Regions from separate parts of the Triticum aestivum genome. Here region 1 is linked to region 2. Evidence: chromatin contacts called from public Hi-C data. All regions are on one chromosome and are shown on one strand. Each heading gives the region's core, a stretch centred on a gene start, on an enhancer-like site or on the middle of the called end of the contact. The rest is flanking DNA. Distances are from core to core; before and after follow the strand shown. Region 1 holds the start of LOC123111424 (E3 SUMO-protein ligase SIZ2). Region 2 holds the start of LOC123111423 (protein DWARF 53).

Region 1 (4,149 bases), core at 783-3,282, 320 kb before region 2:
TGCAGTTTCCTAGATAGTAAGCGAAAACAGATAGTATGAGTGTATGACAAAACACAGGAGTCAATCCAAATAATACAAACACAAGGTCAATATGTGAACAAATGTATAAACTCACCTAAAGGTTTCATCAACTATTTTCAACACGGTTTCTTTTTCAACCGCCGGTTTCTTTGTTAAGCCATTCAGTTGTGATACTGCAAGAACAATATGAAAGTTATTCCTCTTGTACCTTTAGACAAACACCAGTATAAAAGGGCCATTTTTGGAAGAAGAAAGACAAAAAACAATGCACCTTGATCTTGTTGATCACATAGTATTGCTAAGATTTTATCCACCAATTCCTGGAATTGTAAAGCAAAATCAGAAAAACGAAAAATGGCTTAGAAGTAAATACTCAATATAAGTACTAAAAGGCACAGAGAAGTTAATTAGTTCCGAAAGATGTTACAGTATTGGTAAGGATGACTTGACAATCCAATCGATTATTTGTTCCCAAAGTAAAGGGAAGATTGAAACATTTGAGCAAGTGATGTAAACTTGTAAAGTAAAGCAATAAGTAGAATTTATATTTGTAGAATGTATTCATGTAGATATACGAAATTGCATTGAACAAACCTGCTTCTTTCCTTGCCTTGAAAGTCCAAGCAGATGCAGGACATCTTTTAGCTCTTTTATTCGGAAGTGCTTCAACTTGTCCTGCAACAAAGCAATTAGCTATCAGCGACATAAAACAGATGAATAAGCCACATATGTCTATTCCTTTAGGACAAGACTAACACATACATGAAAAGGGGCGCTATATAAGATAATCACTTGTATAGACCACTCCAATTGATTATACATAGTGATGTAAACAAGAAACAAGTTTTATCAGATGATGCGAGGAGCTGAGGGCAGAAATATCGATGCTGCTGCTATCCTGTATACTATACATGAGTAAGGGCATGGTATAGTGTAATATAACGTCAGTTCTGGACTGTTGTCGAATGCTTGAGTAAGAGCACCCAGTAGCTATCAACTACAATATACAGATATTAAGTACCACTAAAGTGAAGGTGACACAGCAATGACATTTAGCAATGGAACTCGAATCTAAAACTTGGTTACTATTGCATCCCTCCAAACAATCTTACTGAAGTGAAGTTGCCAAGCAATGTAAACAGTACCAGCGCAAGAGAACGGCAAACAGATAAAGAAATCAGCTAGTTTTGCGGAAACAAGCAACGCAAGAAGACTAAGAAATACTAACTGTGAGGAGTTTCAGCACCTAGCAAAATGTTAGTAGGGCATGTCAGCTTGGGCGTCAGCAATGTCGAATCCCAAATTGCAATCTCTACAGAAAACAACTTGTAACGATGTAAGATGCGCAGCTGCCGTCTAATTGTAAGCAGTTATATGTATGGACCTAGTAGCCAAACTTGGTAAGTAAAGCTAGTTTAAGTTACAGAAGGGAATTGAGAAGCGACGATCAATCAAGAGTTTCCCTGTCCCTAATCTGCTAAGCAGAAACCTATTAAGCGGTAGGAGTACGAAACTAATCAAGATGGCTCGTCAGAGTTCTATGTTATGGAGGGGGTCGCCGGGGGAGGGCCGTAGAATTAGAACCGACCCGTCACCAGATTGAGGTCGCCGTCGTGCAGAGTAGAAGCGGGCATCCACCGCGGAACACGTCCCGATGGAATCGCAAAAGTATGAGGCATGAAGGAATATGCGCAGAGATGCGGATACCTTGCAACCGGCGAGCGCTGCATCGTCGGCGGACTCCGGCTCCATGGCGGCTCTGGCCGGGGGGCAAATCCAATGCGATGACGCCCTACGCGAGGCGGGCGGAGTGCAGGGAGGAGCGGCGGCGGAGGATTGGAAGAGGCTAGAATAATCGCGGCGGCCGGAGGAGGAGGGCCCTCTCCGCTCCGTTGGCGTGCGGCGGCTCGCGGGCGTGGCGGCCTGGCTGCTCTCTCTTCTCCTCCTCTTTTCTTCGGGTGACGACGACGACCGAGGGAAGAAACCTACGACGGGATCTGGGCGGGACGCGTGTACCCTACGAGGACTGGCACGAATCTTAATACTCTCTCCCCCGCTCAAGCGACAAATCCGACTTTGATTAGGGTCTTTTTTAGGGACTTTGATTAGGTAAGTCTTTGGAGTAACTTCCGTTACATATGGCGTAGTATGACTTATCGTACACATCCGTCACGTATGAAAACAACCAGTAATGTCCTTTTTAGTGAAAAAAACAACCAGTAATGTCAACGTCTTGTTGTGAACTTAGCTTAGCTCTCATGATTAGTTTTTTTTTGTATTATGCCTTTTATATTTATAAATATAAATATTTTACAACCATACAATAATTAAAAAAATATTTATATATTATTATCTAAATGTTATAGTTTCATGCAACCAAATATATCATATATTGCAATACATTCACGCACCAATGTGTGAGATAACATCTAATCTTATATACTTAAATAGTTAATCTCCACTAACTCCAATTCTCTCAACATGTAAATATACCACATCATCATGTCAGCATGTATTAACTAAATAATTCATATTCACTAACTCCAATTCTCTCAACATGCAAGTATGACATCTCATCATGCCACTATCATGGGGAAAGACCTACATTAACATGCACCATGCATGCTACTCATATTTAATAAATGTTCTACAACTTTAGAATAATCAAATGCAGTAAATTATATGCTAGTTTCAGTTCACACATTGTTAGTCAAAATACCAATGTTTCATACAAACAAATCTCAATGAAATAATTTCAAATAGTTCCCGCAACAACGTGTGGGGTATCATCTTTAGTTCAAAAAATATACATGTCATTTGCTCTTATTTGTGTGCTCACATGTCATTAACCCTTCTTTATGTAGTTACTATTTCCTTTTTCTTTTAATCCATTAACACTAATGGCAGTCCCAATGCTTATTTTAAGCTATCTTATATGCATTAAGTATGTATTTAGATATAGCTTGTCCAATGCATTACTTCTATATCTTGTTGGCGTATCTATCATATATTGCAATACATTCACGCGCCAATGTGTGAGATAACATCTAATCTTATATACTTAAATAGTTAATCTCCACTAACTCCAATTCTCTCAACATGTAAATATACCACATCATCATGTCAGCATGTATTAACTAAATAATTCATATTCACTAACTCCAATTCTCTCAACATGCAAGTATGACATCTCATCATGCCACTATCATGGGGAAAGACCTACATTAACATGCACCATGCATGCTACTCATATTTAATAAATGTTCTACAACTTTAGAATAATCAAATGCAGTAAATTATATGCTAGTTTCAGTTCACACATTGTTAGTCAAAATACCAATGTTTCATACAAACAAATCTCAATGAAATAATTTCAAATAGTTCCCGCAACAACGTGTGGGGTATCATCTTTAGTTCAAAAAATATACATGTCATTTGCTCTTATTTGTGTGCTCACATGTCATTAACCCTTCTTTATGTAGTTACTATTTCCTTTTTCTTTTAATCCATTAACACTAATGGCAGTCCCAATGCTTATTTCAAGCTATCTTATATGCATTAAGTATGTATTTAGATATAGCTTGTCCAATGCATTACTTCTATATCTTGTTGGCGTATCTAAAAGAGTTCTTATTTAACATGTTTTGTGTGAGGAAAAGTATGACTTGTCTTGATTTTTATGCTAAGAGCTATATCCAGATTAAGATATGATAGCTCTCTCTTCCCTCATTAAATAATGTGTTACAATACATCTAACTTTGCTTATGTGTCATGATCAAAAATTTGCGATCCTATCTTCAGAAATTTTGAAACATATCACATGTTGATATGTTCCAACAATGATTTTTTTGAAGCACAAGTTAACAACTAACTTGTACTCCCCGTGATAATATGCATGTGCTTCACTTATGCTTCCTTGTGAACCACAAGACGAGGGCACATGTAGTGTGACGTGCTACAGTACACACACGGAACCGATGGAAAAATCGAAGTAAGAAATCCAAACAAAAGAATCAAGAAATAAACCACCGAGGCTCTTTTATGTAGGCTTTTCTGCAACTGCGACCTCCTGCGCGCCGGGAAGCTATACAGATGGTATGTCTCGCCAATTGTGAAATGCAGTGTCCA
Region 2 (4,195 bases), core at 1,440-3,939:
GCCCAAAACAGAGTGCCAATACAACTCCAAAGCACACGCCTGTTGCTTCCTTGCACGGAATCCAGAATCGTCGCGATATCAGAGGACGACCGTGGGTCCCAAGAGTTTAATTAGTTGTTACCTTTAGCTGATCATATTGGACTGTTTAAACTTATGGATGTTTTATGTTTGAATTGTGCAAGGTTGTAGCCCTGTTTATTTATTGTTGTAGTGTTTAAATTATGCAATGAACCTAGATATACGTGTTTTCTTCATGTTTCTTTGAAAAATTGCCTTGTTCATGTTTCTCTAGCATCTTTAGTTAATCATTTTTTATCATGATCGATGTCTATTTAATTTGTCAACATGAATGCAAGGAATGGATCACATGTGCGTTAACTGCAGTCAAGTCAGATGCCAGAAGGACAAGAGGTTCTTCATAGATGTTCCAAACGACTTCATAACTAGGAAGATATGTTTTAATTCAACATGTTGGACTGATTTTCATAGTTGCTCCCAAAAGTGCCGAGTTATTGTTTTCTTTTAGTTTTGCCCAGGTCGTCCTTAGGGCATCTCCATCGCCGACCCACAAAAGGACACAATGTTTGTCTGAAAATTGGTCCAGACCAGTGTCCGGACACTGATACAGGAGTCGGCCAACCATCTGTGCCAGCATACAAATTTGAGCAAAAAAAAATTATCGCTCGGTCTAGTGTGAGCACTTGAAAAATGAAAAGAAAGTATACCACTTCAAATAAAAAACCGAAACAATTTAGTGCTTTCCGCCATTGGCTAATGGCCTTCCGCCATTATGACTTGAAAATTTTAGTGCCTTCCGCCATTGTGACCAGCTTCCACCATAGTGATCACTTACAAAAGAAAAAAATGGTGTAGCACTTGAAGAAAAAAGTGAAACAATAGTGCTTCCGCCAAATGCTAGCCAGCTTCCACCAAAAAGCAGAAAAATTAGCGTCGGCTTTCCGCCATCCGGACAGAAAGAGGATACGTGGTTGCTTTGGATTAGTCAAACAGATGTCTAGACTCCTGTAGAGCTCCCCTTTATTTGCCTCCAATTTGTAGGAAAACTGAAGTCCAGACGCGTTGGTGGACCGATGCGGGACTGAATTGGATGACAAAATGCATCTAGACAGCACGGTCCGGGCAGATGCAAGCGATTTGAGGGTCCACTTTGGAGATGCCCTTACGAGGCGAGGTGTGACTTCCTAGAGAAGTTCAAAATTGAGATTGATGTGAAATCAGATTTCAAGAATCTCTCATGAAAATGTCAACGACCATGAACTTCATTTGTCTCGCACATTGAACCTATCTCGGTTGACCTGGCCGGACAGCCCCTACACAAGACTATGAGATGGAAGCTGCACCTCTGGTTCTGATTCTCCAGGCTAGAACCCCGAATCACGCCGAAGAATCTAGTTAATAGGCACGGTATCTAGTCATAGTATGCTAGTATTTCGTTGAACATGTTATATGCTAGTTACAAGTCATATCATGTTAATTAACAATTTGATGAACTTAAATGATGTCATTTGGCTCTACCAGTAATGTCAACCCTAGATGCTATATGATATTACTGCTGCTACTAAACTGAAAAATGCTATCATTTGGCAAGGAAAACACCATCGTGTAGCTTCTTTTATGTGTAAATATCAAATTAGTGGTGTGGCCCTATTATGACATGCCACCAGCGATGAATATTACTGGTTGTGTGACTCGTTATCACACGCCATCAGTATATCCAGTACCGGTGGCGTGCCTCCACGTGACACGCCACCGATATATTTGTTATTGGTGGCGTGGGGGTGGGGGTCTGCACACCACCAATATATTTTATCAGTTGCGCGTATCGATGGCGTGGGGGCGACATGTCACGAAGGTGTTTTTTGACATGCCACCAGTAGCGTCTTGTGCGCTAGTGTATGTATAACCTTTCTACGATCAATCATGTCACTAAAATTTGCGATAAGAGAAAAGATACAGTGCATCAAATTGTTTCAACAGTGCAATTGATAAGTTACATTCTTTCGTAGGAAAATGTTAAGCATCACTCTCATGATTTTTTTGTGTAAGTTATGTCCACATCGATATGGATTGTGGCACACCGTATAAGATTCTAAGTCCCTCTCTGTAAGTTATCTAAACATCATCACACACACACACCACTTGTCACTAATTGGTAGGGCCAGAGCCCACTGTAAGCACAAAGACAACATTTCTAGTGGATTCTCTCTAGACCTATCTCTACTATGTACATTGCTTTCCATCATTAAAGAAAAATACTATGTACATTGCTCAATCCACTCATATGAGGAACACATTAAAACCGAAATGCATGTGTGGCTGGAAACGGGGAACAAATCAAATTGGAGACACACAAATATCTTTCGGCGCGCCTTGGATGGCACGGGTCGACAACAAAATCGAACGAATGTGATGTAAGCCTAACAATAAACAGAACAATAGACGTCTGCATCGAGCTAAAGATGCGGTTTGTTTCTCAAGCCACACACACACACACAAAAAAAACACTTTTTTTGCCCGCTCAAGGTGGATTCCTCAACTAGAAATGGCTGAAATTCCAGTTACAAACATGTAGTTGGACCGCGTCGGTAGCCAATAATTGGTGGTGCAAAAATCATGGGAGGACCATATGAGCACTTCAACAGCTGGGAATTCAAGATGGAGGCAGTGTGCATGCATCCTGTGACTGTACCCATAGCTTATGCTAGATCCCATTGCCTTGAGCATCTAGGGCTGGGCTACATGATCTCATGCCATTGTGTGAGGTAAATAGAAGGGAACAATCATGCTGCGGCAGCTAGGATGGGGAGGAGTACACGACAGAGCACGGCGAGCGGGGCTTATGGCTAAAAGGAGGAGGAATCTCGATCTCAATCCGCACTTGCACTGCCTCTACCGCTAGACAGTAGACACAGTGTGTGACGAGGGCTGCCGCATCGGCATATATGCTCCACCTCCACTCCACCAAATTTCCCCACTCCGATGCCATAAAAAGAGGAACAAGAAGATATCCGTCGTGGTTTATAAGCAAGCAATCCACCTTCTCTCCGAGCCGGTTATTATCCTCTCCCCTTCTCACCTGCAAGCGAAGCGGAAAATCCCAAGCGATTCTCGCTGTCGTTCGTCGCGGTTTACCCCTCGGGCTCGGGGGTTGGTTTTACGCTTCCGCCCCATGCCTGGTGAAAGGCAGTAATCCCAGCCAGCCAGGTCCACGCCCGAATCCGCCCGTGCGCCCGCGGAGAGATGCCCACGCCGGTGCCCACGGCGAGGCAGTGCCTCTCGCCGGCGGCCGTCACGGCCCTCGACGCCGCGGTCGTCTCCGCGCGCCGCAGGGTGCACGCGCAGACCACGTCGCTCCACCTCGTCGCCGCGCTGCTCGCGCAGCAGGCCCCGCCGCTCCTCCGCGACGCGCTCGCGCGGGCCCGCAGCGCCGCCTACTCCCCGCGCGTGCAGCTCAAGGCGCTCGAGCTCTGCTTCGCCGTCTCCCTCGACAGGCTCCCCTCCGCCTCCGCCTCCTCGTCGGCCTCGGGCGCCGACGAGCAGCCGGAGCCGCCCGTGTCCAACTCGCTCATGGCGGCCATCAAGCGCTCGCAGGCCAACCAGCGCCGCAACCCGGACACCTACCACTTCTACCACCAGGCCGCCTTCCAGGCCGCCACCGCCGCCTCGCAGGTCAGGGTCGAGCTCTCGCAGCTCCTGCTCGCCATCCTCGACGACCCCGTCGTCAGCCGCGTCTTTGACGACGCCGGCTTCCGCAGCGCTGACATCAAGCTCGCCATCCTCCGCCCCGCGCCGCCCATGCCGCTGCTCGGCCGCCTCCCTACGCGGGCCCGCCCGCCGCCTCTCTTCCTCTGCAGCTTCGCCGCCGCCGACGACGCCGACGTGCCCTCGCCCGCCGGGAGCATCGCAGGCGGCGCCGGCGAGGAGAACGGCCGCCGCATCGCCGAGATCCTCGCCCGGGGTCGCAACCCCATGCTCGTCGGTGTCGGGGCCGCGTCCGCCGCCGCAGACTTCGCCGCGGCCTCGCCGTACCGCGTCCTCCCCGTCTGTCCAAACTCCATCGACCAAACAGAACTCGGCGTGGAGGCGGCGATGGCTAGCGCCACCTCCGGTCTCGTCATAAGCGTTGGTGACCTCAGAGAACTGGTCCCCGATGACGGCGAGCTCCAGGAGAGGG

What was found. A called contact is a pair of places that touch in the nucleus more often than the background predicts.
Region 1: a Hi-C map of leaf shows a contact between it and region 2, with 6 times the contacts expected there. The contact joins the promoter of LOC123111424 here to the promoter of LOC123111423 in region 2. A contact is called at or near these places in 3 of 5 Hi-C or Micro-C datasets (all in leaf).

Annotation. Positions count from the first base shown.
Region 1 is chr5B:285,794,452-285,798,600 of IWGSC CS RefSeq v2.1, reverse strand. It overlaps LOC123111424 (E3 SUMO-protein ligase SIZ2), which reads right to left and starts at 2,032. Exons shown (of 16, transcript XM_044532219.1): 1 at 1,729-2,032; 2 at 616-696; 3 at 293-341; 4 at 116-194; 5 at 1-9. The coding sequence starts at 1,773.
Region 2 is chr5B:285,479,308-285,483,502 of IWGSC CS RefSeq v2.1, reverse strand. It overlaps LOC123111423 (protein DWARF 53), which reads left to right and starts at 2,689. Exons shown (of 3, transcript XM_044532218.1): 1 at 2,689-4,195. The coding sequence starts at 3,262.